Regions from separate parts of the Pan troglodytes genome. Here region 2 is linked to region 1. The links are chromatin contacts, called in public HiChIP or PLAC-seq maps. All regions are on one chromosome and are shown on one strand. The core of a region is the stretch at or near the end of the contact, and the rest is flanking DNA. Distances in the headings are between cores, read along the strand shown. Region 1 holds the start of ABCF3 (ATP binding cassette subfamily F member 3). Region 2 holds the start of CAMK2N2 (calcium/calmodulin dependent protein kinase II inhibitor 2).

Evidence for each region. HiChIP or PLAC-seq counts read pairs in DNA pulled down with a chosen protein or histone mark.
Region 2: a contact with region 1 is called in an H3K4me3 HiChIP or PLAC-seq map of stem cell-derived excitatory neurons, with 2.0 times the contacts expected there. The contact joins the promoter of CAMK2N2 here to the promoter of ABCF3 in region 1. A contact is called at or near these places in 1 of 7 Hi-C or Micro-C datasets (stem cell-derived neural progenitor cells) and 1 of 1 datasets of contacts at active chromatin or transcription factors (stem cell-derived excitatory neurons).

Annotation. Positions count from the first base shown.
Region 1 is chr2:187,366,253-187,371,497 of NHGRI_mPanTro3-v2.0_pri, reverse strand. ABCF3 (ATP binding cassette subfamily F member 3) reads right to left here and starts at 2,429. Exons shown (of 21, transcript XM_516910.7): 1 at 2,288-2,429; 2 at 1,914-2,061; 3 at 1,693-1,772; 4 at 1,130-1,176; 5 at 812-909; 6 at 590-712; 7 at 166-432. The coding sequence starts at 2,360. AP2M1 (adaptor related protein complex 2 subunit mu 1) reads right to left here. Exons shown (of 12, transcript NM_001280346.1): 12 at 4,475-5,086. The coding sequence ends at 4,952.
Region 2 is chr2:187,441,860-187,447,104 of NHGRI_mPanTro3-v2.0_pri, reverse strand. It overlaps CAMK2N2 (calcium/calmodulin dependent protein kinase II inhibitor 2), which reads left to right and starts at 2,768. Exons shown (of 2, transcript XM_001149517.6): 1 at 2,768-3,204; 2 at 4,093-5,106. The coding sequence starts at 3,036. The coding sequence ends at 4,163.

The DNA.
Region 1 (5,245 bases), core at 1,180-3,679:
GCAATGGGCACTGTGGAAAGAACAAGGGCTTCTGAGTCCCAGAGTGCCAAGTTCTAAGCTCTGCTGATTACTAGGATGTACATGCAAATTATGGATTGTTCCAGGATGGCAGGCGCTCTGTAAGCGACAGCGGCTGCTAGTTACTCCCTAGCCGGGAGTCCTCACCTGCCAGCAGCAATCTGGGCACTGAGCTCCCGCTCCCTCCGTAGCAAATCCTCTCGCACACTGTCACTCTCCAGCACACTCTGCAGGGCAGGAGTGTCATCTCCAGCAACCTCTTGCTCAACGTGCAGCAGGGAAATGTGGGCTGGAACCCGCAGACTCCGGGTGGCCAGCATCTTCAGTAACGTTGTCTTCCCCAACCCATTCCGCCCCACCAGCCCGTAACGGCGGCCCCATGCCAGGTTCACATCCGCTCCAGCCAGCAGTACTCTGCAGGAGTGGAGAAAGGAGACCAAAGATGCTCTAGAAATAGGTGCACAGCAAGTTTAACGACAAACCTAACATTGTTTATAGCCCCGTTTCACCTCTCCAAATTGTCCTCTAATTAGAAAAAGAAAGCCAACCCCTGCCACCACTATTCCCTCACCTATCGCCAAAAGACACATCAAAGTTCTCAATTCGCACATCATAGGATTTGTTCTTGCCAGATGATTCCAACCGACTCTCCTTTCTGCTGCCTGCCTGGCTGGCTGATGCCTCTTCTAAGACTCTTTAAAGGGAGAAATGGACAGCTCTTAGTGCTCCCCACCACCTTCTGTCCAGGCAAAAGCTGCTCTGCTCTCTTCTGAGCCATGCTTCCCCCACTCACAGAGGGTTGCTGGTCTTGAGCGTGTCCTTCTCTGAGCGCTTCTCCTGCTTTGCCTTAAGTCGAGCCTCGGCCTTCTCTAACTTCTTTGCATTCACTGTCTAAGGGTCCAAACACATCGACTTCACTCTCGGGTGTAGGCTCAGAAAGGAACCCCAAGAGAGAACATCTCGAGTAAACCCTCTTAACTTACCCATGATGAACAGACTCAAAGGCTCAGGAAAAGACATAGCCAGAAATCCCCCCAAAAGATACTCCAATTAGACAGTCAACTCCCAACCCCATCACAGACAGTCCCCTCCCTTGCTTCCTCCTCCTCACCGAGGACTGTTCCCTCTTTAGCAGTCCTGGAAGTTTGGTTCCACAGTCTGTAAGCGATAAGAAAAGCAGTCACCTTCTCCCTGAGGGAAGGGAAACTAACATTTTGAGTGACTAATATGAACCAGGCACAGACACAGACGTTTTCTACAAAACCTTATAATACTGCAGATAGATGGCTATTATCTTCCCTGCACTAAAAACAAAACAAAACAAAACAAAACTCACGTAGAAGGATACAGAGGCATAGACGAGGCTGGGGACAGATAACCAACTCTTACAAGATCATGCAGCTGGTTAGCAAGTTGCAAAACTGGGGGTGAAAGCACGTCTGTCCAGCTCCACGCTCTTATGCTTCCTACCCTACCCAAGAGTCTGGAGGGAGAACCCTCCAACCTCCTCCCCACCCCCATCATGGGCTTTTCTGCCCTCGGTAAAGACATCAACTAGCTCCTACAACCTTGTCCTGTGGAAAAGACGTAGGAGCCCTAAGCTGCAGGCAGCAGATGGTTGGGGGCGGAGAAAAGCACAGGGGGGCAGTTAGTTCAACCTCCCCTCACTCTCACCGTAGTTCTCCGTTATCTTTGACAACTGGATAGGGGCGTCCAGTAGCACCTGGCTATTTCCCTGGCTTTGTGGCTCAGCCCTATGTGGGTAGGGATAGAAAGCGCACAGTTAGGAGTTAAGGGAAAAGCTCTATGGCCATCAGATCTTCTTCCCCCACCTCTTGTCTCCGGACCGTTCGCCGTCCCTTCGCCCCCATCAACTCCTACTCCCTGGCACATACAGACGCAGAGTGTTGTACATGCGCTGGCACACGGCCCTGATGCCCGCGTCATCCTTGCTGTCCCCGGACACCTCTTGCAATAGTTCCCCTACAGCTTCCACCAGGTCATCCACAGACTCGAAGTCCGCGCTGCCGCTGTGCAAGACGCCTGGGCAGGGCGTGGTAGAACGAGGAAGGTATCGGGTAGGGTGGACACACAAGCAGTTTCAGTCCCCAGACAGAGGCCCCAGTCCAGGCTCCAGACCCAACCAGCCCCCGGGACAAGAGGTCATGCAGAGGAGAGGCCTGGCAACAGTCCCAGGCACGACGCTCGCTTAGACTTTTCCCTGGCCTCCACTTCGGTCTCCCCAGCCGGCCGATTCAGTTCTGCTTACCGGTCACGTAGTCGAAGACTTGTCCGTCAATTTCGGGGAACTCGCTCCGCAGGATTTCGGCGCAAGTCGCCATGTTCCACTCAGGAACCCGTCCGCGCAGTCGCTGTGAGACCCCGGCCTAGGCCCGCCCCCCGCCCTGCCCCCGAAATCTCGCCCTTCCTTGCAAGGCGCATGTGTAGCGGTGACGCAGGAAAGGAGCGGAGTGCGTGGAGCCCGGTGGGCGGGGCGAGCGGGGCCTTGAGGAGAGGCGCCGAGTCTGCGCCGGAGCCGCGCTCTCTGCGCGTGCGCGACACCTTTTCCGCTGAAAGATTAGCCACATGTGCGGTTCTCGCTGCCTTCTGGGAGGCGGAGTTCCGGGAGCGAGGGGTGGGGCAAGGGCTGGGAGCTCAAGGTTTATCGGGGCCGCGAGGCACCCGTGGTCTGGCGGGTGGGAGCCTCCCAAGAGGCAGGCGGCTGATAAAGCACTTTGGCTTTGCCAGGTTTTATGCGCTCCCTGGAGGCGCGTCTGCTGCTGGTGCGTACCCAGTCAGGCCCATTTTGGAGCCTGCCCAGAGCTTTGCTGACTCACCCCGGTCCCTGACTCTCAGAAGCCCCCTGCTCAGTGCTTTGCTTTCGCGGGTCCCCAGACCCTACGGGCTCCTCAGCCTGGTGGCCAGCGCCACCCGCCTCCCCGCCGCGACCGCCTTTTCACTGTATAATTCAGCCGACCTTTGTGAATTAAGCCCATTCAGTTCTTCCACCACCCCAGGGCACGACCAAATCCACCGCCAAAGGGCAAGAAAACCAGGACAACGTGGCCTGTATAAATTATTCCCTACCTACACCCTGAGCAGACTTCTCTGCACTCAATAAATGCCAATAAAAGGCTATTTCCTTTCACCGATTCCCTCGGGAAGTTAGGAATTTCCTCCAAAATGATGCTACTGCTTTATATTTAACGTGAATATTCCTCCAATTGGTCTCTAAAAGTGGCACCGAAAATTACATTATTACCCATTCATCCCTTTGGATTAAACATTGCCATCATGAGGAATCAATCCCGATATTGAACCATTTTACAGGAAATACAGGTAAAGAGGAATATTTTAAGTGACTTCATGGGGACAACAGGCAAATTCTGATGGGGTAAACTACAGAACTCTGGTTTCTTCGACAAAATTGCAAGACCTGAAGGGAAACATCAATTTTTAAAATTTGAGAAGCATTAACCAACCACAATGGACCTTATCTGGAAAAATTTGATAAGACACCTGGTTAAGTGAACACAGACTGGATGTGATATTAAGGAACTGGCCACGCATTGATCATAGTTGAAGCTGGGTGATAAGACATGGAGATTCATTATATTCTTTTTTTTTTTTTTTAATTTGAGAAGGAGTTTCGCTCTTGTTGCCCAGGCTGGAGTACAATGGCGTGATCTTGGCTCACCGCAGCCTCCACCTCCTGGGTTCAAGCGATTCTCCTGCCTCAGCCCCCGAATAGCTGGGATTACCGGCATGCACCACCACGCCCGGCTAATTTTGTAATTTTAGTAGAGACGAGGTTTCCCCATGTTGGTCAGGCTGGTCTCGAATTCCGGACCTCGGGTGATCCACCCGCCTCGGCCTCCAAAAGTGCTGGGATTACAGTGTGAGCCACCGTGCCCAGTCCATTATATTATTCTCCTTGCAAATCTTTCCTCCTACCACCCAGTCAGCAAGATTTGGGAAGCTTGGGTAAATGATGGAATTAAAAGGTCAATTTCTTAGGATGGCTACAAGACCAAATGTAAACTTCACACTTAATCTATGCTTAATCTAATTAGAAAACATCTGCCTAAGAATTAGAGAAAGAGCTGGGTGCTGTGGTGGTGCGTGCTTGTGATCCCAGCTACTCCAGAGGCTGAGGCAGGTAAGATCTCTTGAGCCTAGGAGTCCGAGGACCAGGGGGAATAAAAAGGAGCTAGGGAAAGAATCTATCCCCAGGGTACTGGGGCCCGCTGCGGCTGCTTGCCCTTGAGGCTTTCTAAGAGGAGCCAGGAAACCTGGGCCCAGAACCTACAAGGATAAGGGCTTGGATGGCCCAGGAGGGGCCTAACTGGGACAAGACAAGGAAAGAGCCTTTAGAGTATTCAGTACAGAAAACTGCGCAGAGAGCAACACCAGTTCCCGCCCCATGTAGCTCCCACATCAACACTAAGCCAGCAACTCCACTCTACAGAGTTTATTGGGTTTGTAACTGGACGAAGTCACACGTGTACAAAATGAAGCTCACACTATCCCAAAGCAGAGTAGGGACTGAGGCCGGGGATCCATTACTGGCCTTTGGGGGAGCTCTGAGGTGAGGGGCAACCAACCCTCCCACTCCAGAGCTGTGGCCACAGGGGTGGGAAGGAAAGGGAACCCACCTGGCTTTGGTCACAGAACTCAGAGCCTGGCATTAGGCCAGGACAGACAGGTGGATGGGAGAGCAGGAGCCTCAGAACTCCCCTGCCCAGGGAGCCCAGGGGCTGCTCCACCGGTCCCACTTGCAATGTGCTTGGCCCAGACCTAGACTCAGGGGCTGGTGCAAAGGGAAGGCAGCAAAGCAGGAGGGAGGAGACACTGATGTGTGGTGGGGGAGGGAGCGGCACCTGGACCTGTGGAGGAGGGTGGCTGGGGAGGTGGGCTAGCTGCCTAGTGGCAGCTAGCAGCGAGTTTCATAAATGCCACTGCGGCCAATGTAGCGCACCCATTTGATGACATCATGGTCGCTGTAGTTCAGCTTCGGTTCAAACACCTTCAAGTAGCGCACCTTGAGGCCAGAGGGCGCGAATGGCACCTGGGCAAGGAGAGCTAGTTAGAAATGTGGCCTTCCTCTTACAGCCGCTCTCCTCTGGGAAGTCCCGTTGCCCTGCCCTACTTCATCTCTACTACAGGTGTTTGAATGGCTGGGGTCCTGAAAGAAGCTGGGGCGGCGTGGGACCTAAGAGGTGACTAA
Region 2 (5,245 bases), core at 1,519-4,018, 75 kb before region 1:
ATATAGTTATAAGGCCGGGTGTGGTGGCTCATGCCTATAATCCCAGCACTTTGGGAGGCCAAGGCGGGCAGATCGCGAGGTCAGGAGTTCAAGACCAGCCTGGCCAACATAGTGAAACCCCATCTCTACTAAAAATACAAAGACTGGCAGGGCGCAGTGGCTCACACCTGTAATCTCAATACTTTGGGAGGCCGAGTGGGCGGATCACGAGGTCAAGAGATTGAGACCATCCTGGCCAACATGGTGAAACACTGTCTCTACTAAAAATACAAAAATTAGCTGGGAGTGGTGGCACGCACTTGTAGTCCCAGCTACCCAGGAGGCTGAGGCATGAGAATCACTTGAACACAGGAGGGGGAGGTTGCAGTGAGCTGAGATGGCGCCACTGCACTCCAGCCTGGCGACAGAGTGAGACTCCGTCTCAAAAAAAAAAAAAAAAAAAAAAAAAAAAAACTGGGCATGGTGGCGTGTGCCTGTAGTCCTAGCTACTCGGGAGGCTGAGGCAGGAGAATCGCTTGAACCTTGGAGGTAGAGGTTATGGTGAGCCAAGATCGCGCCATTGCACTCCAGCCTGGGCAACGGAGCAAGACTCCGTGTCAAAAAAAAAAAAAAAAAAAAAGATGTTATGTGATTTTCTTAATTTTCCTAAAATTTTTTTCCTTCCTTCCTTTCTCTCTCTCTCTCTCTCTCTCTCTTTCTTTCTTTTATTGAGACAGAGTCTCGCCTCGCTTTGTCGCCCAGGCTGGAGTGCAATGGCCCAATGTCCGCCAACTGCCACCTTTGCCACCCTAGGTCAAGCGGTTCTTGTGCCTCAGCCTCCCAAGTAGCTGGGACTGCAGGTGTGTGCCACACCTGGCTAATTTTTTTTGTATTTTTAGTAGAGACGGGGTTTTGCCATGTTGATCAGGCTGGTCTTGAACTCCTGACCTCAGGTGATCCACCCACCTCGCCTCCCAAAGTGCTGGTATTGCAGGCGTGAGCCACTGAGCCCGGCCTCCTAAAATGTTTTAAGTACAAACGAATTAATTTTTTAAAACCATGATTATGGGTCCTTCAGTTCAAGGTCACTGAGAAAGTGGGAGTCAGGATTGGAACCCATTACTGGACAACTTCCAGTGGATGTGGAATTTTCTGGACTCTCTTCCAGTGACCCCAGTCTTCCGCCTTTATTGTCCTTCCAGTTTCAGGGCTCCTCTCACTCCAGGCTGGGCCTCCACCTCCAGCTGTGGCCCTCATCCCGGAGACTAGGACAGAGCAGAGGAGGGCTTCATAGTGATGGGCCCCCAGGCCTGGGCCCTTGAGTGAGGCTGGCATCAAGGTATCCTGTGGCATACCGCCCCCCACCCCATCCAGTTCCCTGGGCAGCCACCATTGCGTTTGTCCCTGTGTCTCCGGTATTAACACCTGGCGAGGAAGTGTTGGAAGGAGACCCACTACAAGGCAGCCTCACCAGCTGTGTGATTTGGTAATTTGGCCAGATTAAGGAAGGAAAGCGCGTTCGCCTGGAGTGTGGAATGAACTTACAGTTATCAGCGCTGCCGTCACTGTCGCCGCATGTGAGACACCCCCTCCTCCCCAAGGCCAGTGATTGCGCCAGAGCTCCTGCGCGCTGGCAAGCAGGTGACGCCGCGGGTGACGGCCAGCCAGGGCGGGGGTTGTGGGGGCGGGAGGCAAGGGGAGAAGAGGGCATGTTCCCGTCGGTGAAGCGAGAACTCACCCGTGGTCCAAAGCAACGAGGGCGGGGGGCACCCTCCATCTCTACCGCACTCCCTCGGGGCATACACTGGCGCGCTCCGCGTCCTCAGGTGCTCCGAGCTTCCCCGCGTCACCCGCAGCCAGGGCGCCCCCCGCGACGCCGCCATTCATTCCTCCTACACTGCGAGCGCACCACTCCAGAGCCGCGGGGGGCTCCAGCCACCGGACTAGGGCTGGGGGTGTCTGCCCTGGTGTGCGCGCGTCGGCCCAGTTACTATAGACCCCTCCTAGGAGAGACTGAAATACCCAGATTCAGGAGACGGAGACACTGTGGCACAGAGATACAGGAGTCAAGAATGGAGATAGATGGAGAAAGGCAGACACTTAAGGGACAGGCATAGACAAAGGCCATAACACAGCGAAAGAGATACGGGGCACAGAGACAGAGATACAGACACTTAGAGATGGACTGACACATACAAAGGCGGAGACAGAGACACAGACCGGCACTCAGAGACGCACGGACCCTGACGATCTACTTAAGACCAGAGCAACTAGTACAAGAGCGCGTCAGCGGCAAGGGCACCATCCCACTGGCCCGAGCTCTTCCCGCGCTGTGGGTTCGTGCCTTCCCCAGTCACCCTGTACCCGAGTCTCCTCCCCGCGCATTTCCCGCTCCCCGCTTTCCATTGCCAGCCCTGCGGCCGCCTTCCCGCCCCAACGCGCCCGGCCAGCTTTTGCCCCCCTGCTCCCAGTCCCCCTTGCACGCCTCTCCCAGCCTAGGGGTCAGACCCTCCCCCAAGCTCCTCCAGTACCAGGCTCGATCCCACCCCCCTTCGGTCCCGCCCCTCCCCGCCAGGTCCCAGCCGGGTTGGCTGGTACTATTCCCCAAGACCCACGTGCTGGCCATTCCCCGCCACAGTGCGGGAACCTCCCACTCCAGCTGCCTCTGTTCCGGGGGTAGCTGGGCGCGCTCCTGCCCCCGGCCCCGCCTCTTTCCCCTGGCCAGTGCCCGCCCCGCCTCCACCGCGCCCCGCCCGCCGTGCTCTGCCGCAGTCGGGCGCTCATCGTCATTCCGCTCTTGCCGCCGCCGCCGCCACCCCCGCCCCCCGCCCCCGCCCCCGCCCGGTCCCCGCCACCGCCGCCGCCGCCGCCTGCCCAGCGGCCCGGGAGGCGGAGGCGCGGGGGAGGAGGCCCCGCTTGGCTCCTCAGCCCCGGATGCTGCATGACTTCATCCTTCCGCCGGCTCCCCTGCTGAGGTAGGGCCGGTCCGGCAGCAAGCCCGCCGCCCGCGCCCCGCCGCAGTCCCGCTCCCGCCCCGCGCCCACCCCGCGCCCGCCATGTCCGAGATCCTGCCCTACAGCGAAGACAAGATGGGCCGCTTCGGCGCAGACCCCGAGGGCTCCGACCTCTCCTTCAGCTGCCGCCTGCAGGACACCAACTCCTTCTTCGCGGGCAACCAGGCCAAGCGACCCCCCAAGCTGGGCCAGATCGGCCGAGCCAAGCGAGGTACGCGGCCCGGGCCCGGAGTCGCCGCCTGACCCAGAAACCCTCCGCCGGGCGCCCCCGGCTGCCGTTCCCCGCCGAGTGCCCGCAGCTCTTGCCGCAGACCAGCGCACCAGCCGCTCTTCGGCCCGGGCTGGAGGGGGGGGTCCCCGCTGCAGTGTGTGTCCCCCTCTTCCCTTCTCCCGGGAACACGGTGCCCCGGATTCGATGCTCGCCACCTCTGGAAGCAGAGCCCTGGCACCCGGGCGAGGGGGAGGGGCCGGTCGGGGCATTTGGGGCTGCACGGAAGTGGGAACACGGGGTAACGGGCTGATTCTTTGGGATCAAATACTGAGTCGGTGGACAGTACGAAGAACCTTCGGGTCGAGAGGGGCGTCTAACAAGAGAGGGCAGGAGGCCGGGGGTCCGCTTGTCTTGGTTGTTTGCATGGGGAGGGGAGCTCTGTTGGTGCCAGGATCGGAAGAGGGGTTCCAGCGGCGAGAGGGCTCAGGTTGAGGAGAGGGCTGGACCAGCTGGATACTCGGTTTGAGCCCCATTTGAGCAGGGGGATCTGTTGAAGTGCGGGTTGAAGAGGGGGATTCCGTGAGCAAGAGGTTTCTGATCAACTCAGAGGGAGGAAGGCTCAGGTGGCAGGAGGGCTCGCACTGGGAGGGAGAATAGCTGGAGCCTTTGGAAGAGGGGCGTTCCGCCATCGGGAGGGGAGGGGGTCTAGGCTTGGCGGCAGGTTGGGTCTCCAGAAGAGTTCGGACGGGGAGGACACCGCGGCACAGGGTTCCGAGGGGCGTCGCTGGGCCACGGGCAGTAGCTGCGCGGGAAGCTAGGACGCGGGGCTCATTCTCATCGCCGCCGCCCCCCGAGGCTGCGCGGCTGACGCGCTTTCTCCCTGCGCAGTGGTGATCGAGGATGACCGGATAGACGACGTGCTGAAGGGGATGGGGGAGAAGCCGCCGTCCGGAGTGTAGACGCGCCGGCTCGGGCGGCGGGCTCCGGGCCCAGCCTCGCAGCGGCCAGGAGCGCGGGCCGGCGATGCGGCTGCCGGCGCCCCCCCGCCCCGGCCCAGGCGCCCGCGGGCGGGGGCTGCGGGGCCGTGCCGCCGCCGCCGCCAGGCACTCCGGAGCTGTCCGCTTCAGCACCACGGCGGCCGCGGTAGCGGCGGCGCGGACCCGCCCGGAACCCGCCGCCGCGCTCATGCACTTTAAAACCTCGGGCCGCAGCCCCACCCCGCACACCGGAACGGACACGGAGACCCGCGGCCCCCAGCCCCCGGCCCGCCCCCTCCCGCACGGCTCCCCTGCCCCGCCCCCCTCCGGCCAGTCTGGTCTGCAGACCGGGCGGCCGCCGGTGTCGGACCGCGCGCGGCCAGGGATGTTTGGCTGCGTACTTGCATGAGCTTTCCACCCACTTGAGCCCAGTCCTCCGGGCCGTTCCTCGCCCCCACCCCTGTCTGGCGTGACCCCAGCCTCAGCCTCTTTCTAAGGGACTTCCTCAGCACATTTGTATTTTTATATCCGACTCTTTGTTTACTGGCTCTGCTCATGGTTCCTGCCCTCCCCTCAGTCTCGGCCACGCTCTTCTGCGCCTGGCAGATAGGATGGGTGTTGAGGCTGGGGTGAGACAAGCCCCCGACACGGTTACCAACCACATGGCCAGTCTGCCCAGGCCTGACCCCAGGAGGCTTTCTGGCAGACCCCTTCTCCCCAAGGTATCATCACCTTCCAAGGGCCCAGATCCGATTTTACCTTGGACCCCTGCGTCTTGCCCCTGGGAACCCAAATGGGGACTGCTCTGAACCTTTGGATGACATCTGTGGCCCCGGAGATGTTCTCAACCCAGGGGTGCCCTTTGTAAATGTTCCTCCATCCTCACTGTACCAGGAGTGTGTGAATAAACACAGACCCCCCTGTGTGTGTGTGGCCGCTGCTTAGGTCTCAGGAGCCAGGCCAAAATGGGAGGGGGGGCAGGTACTTGGGAATCTCAGGTGCATGTTGCTGGTGAGGGACGGTTGCCAAGTAAGACAGACAGGCCAGCCTGGCCTGGGAATATC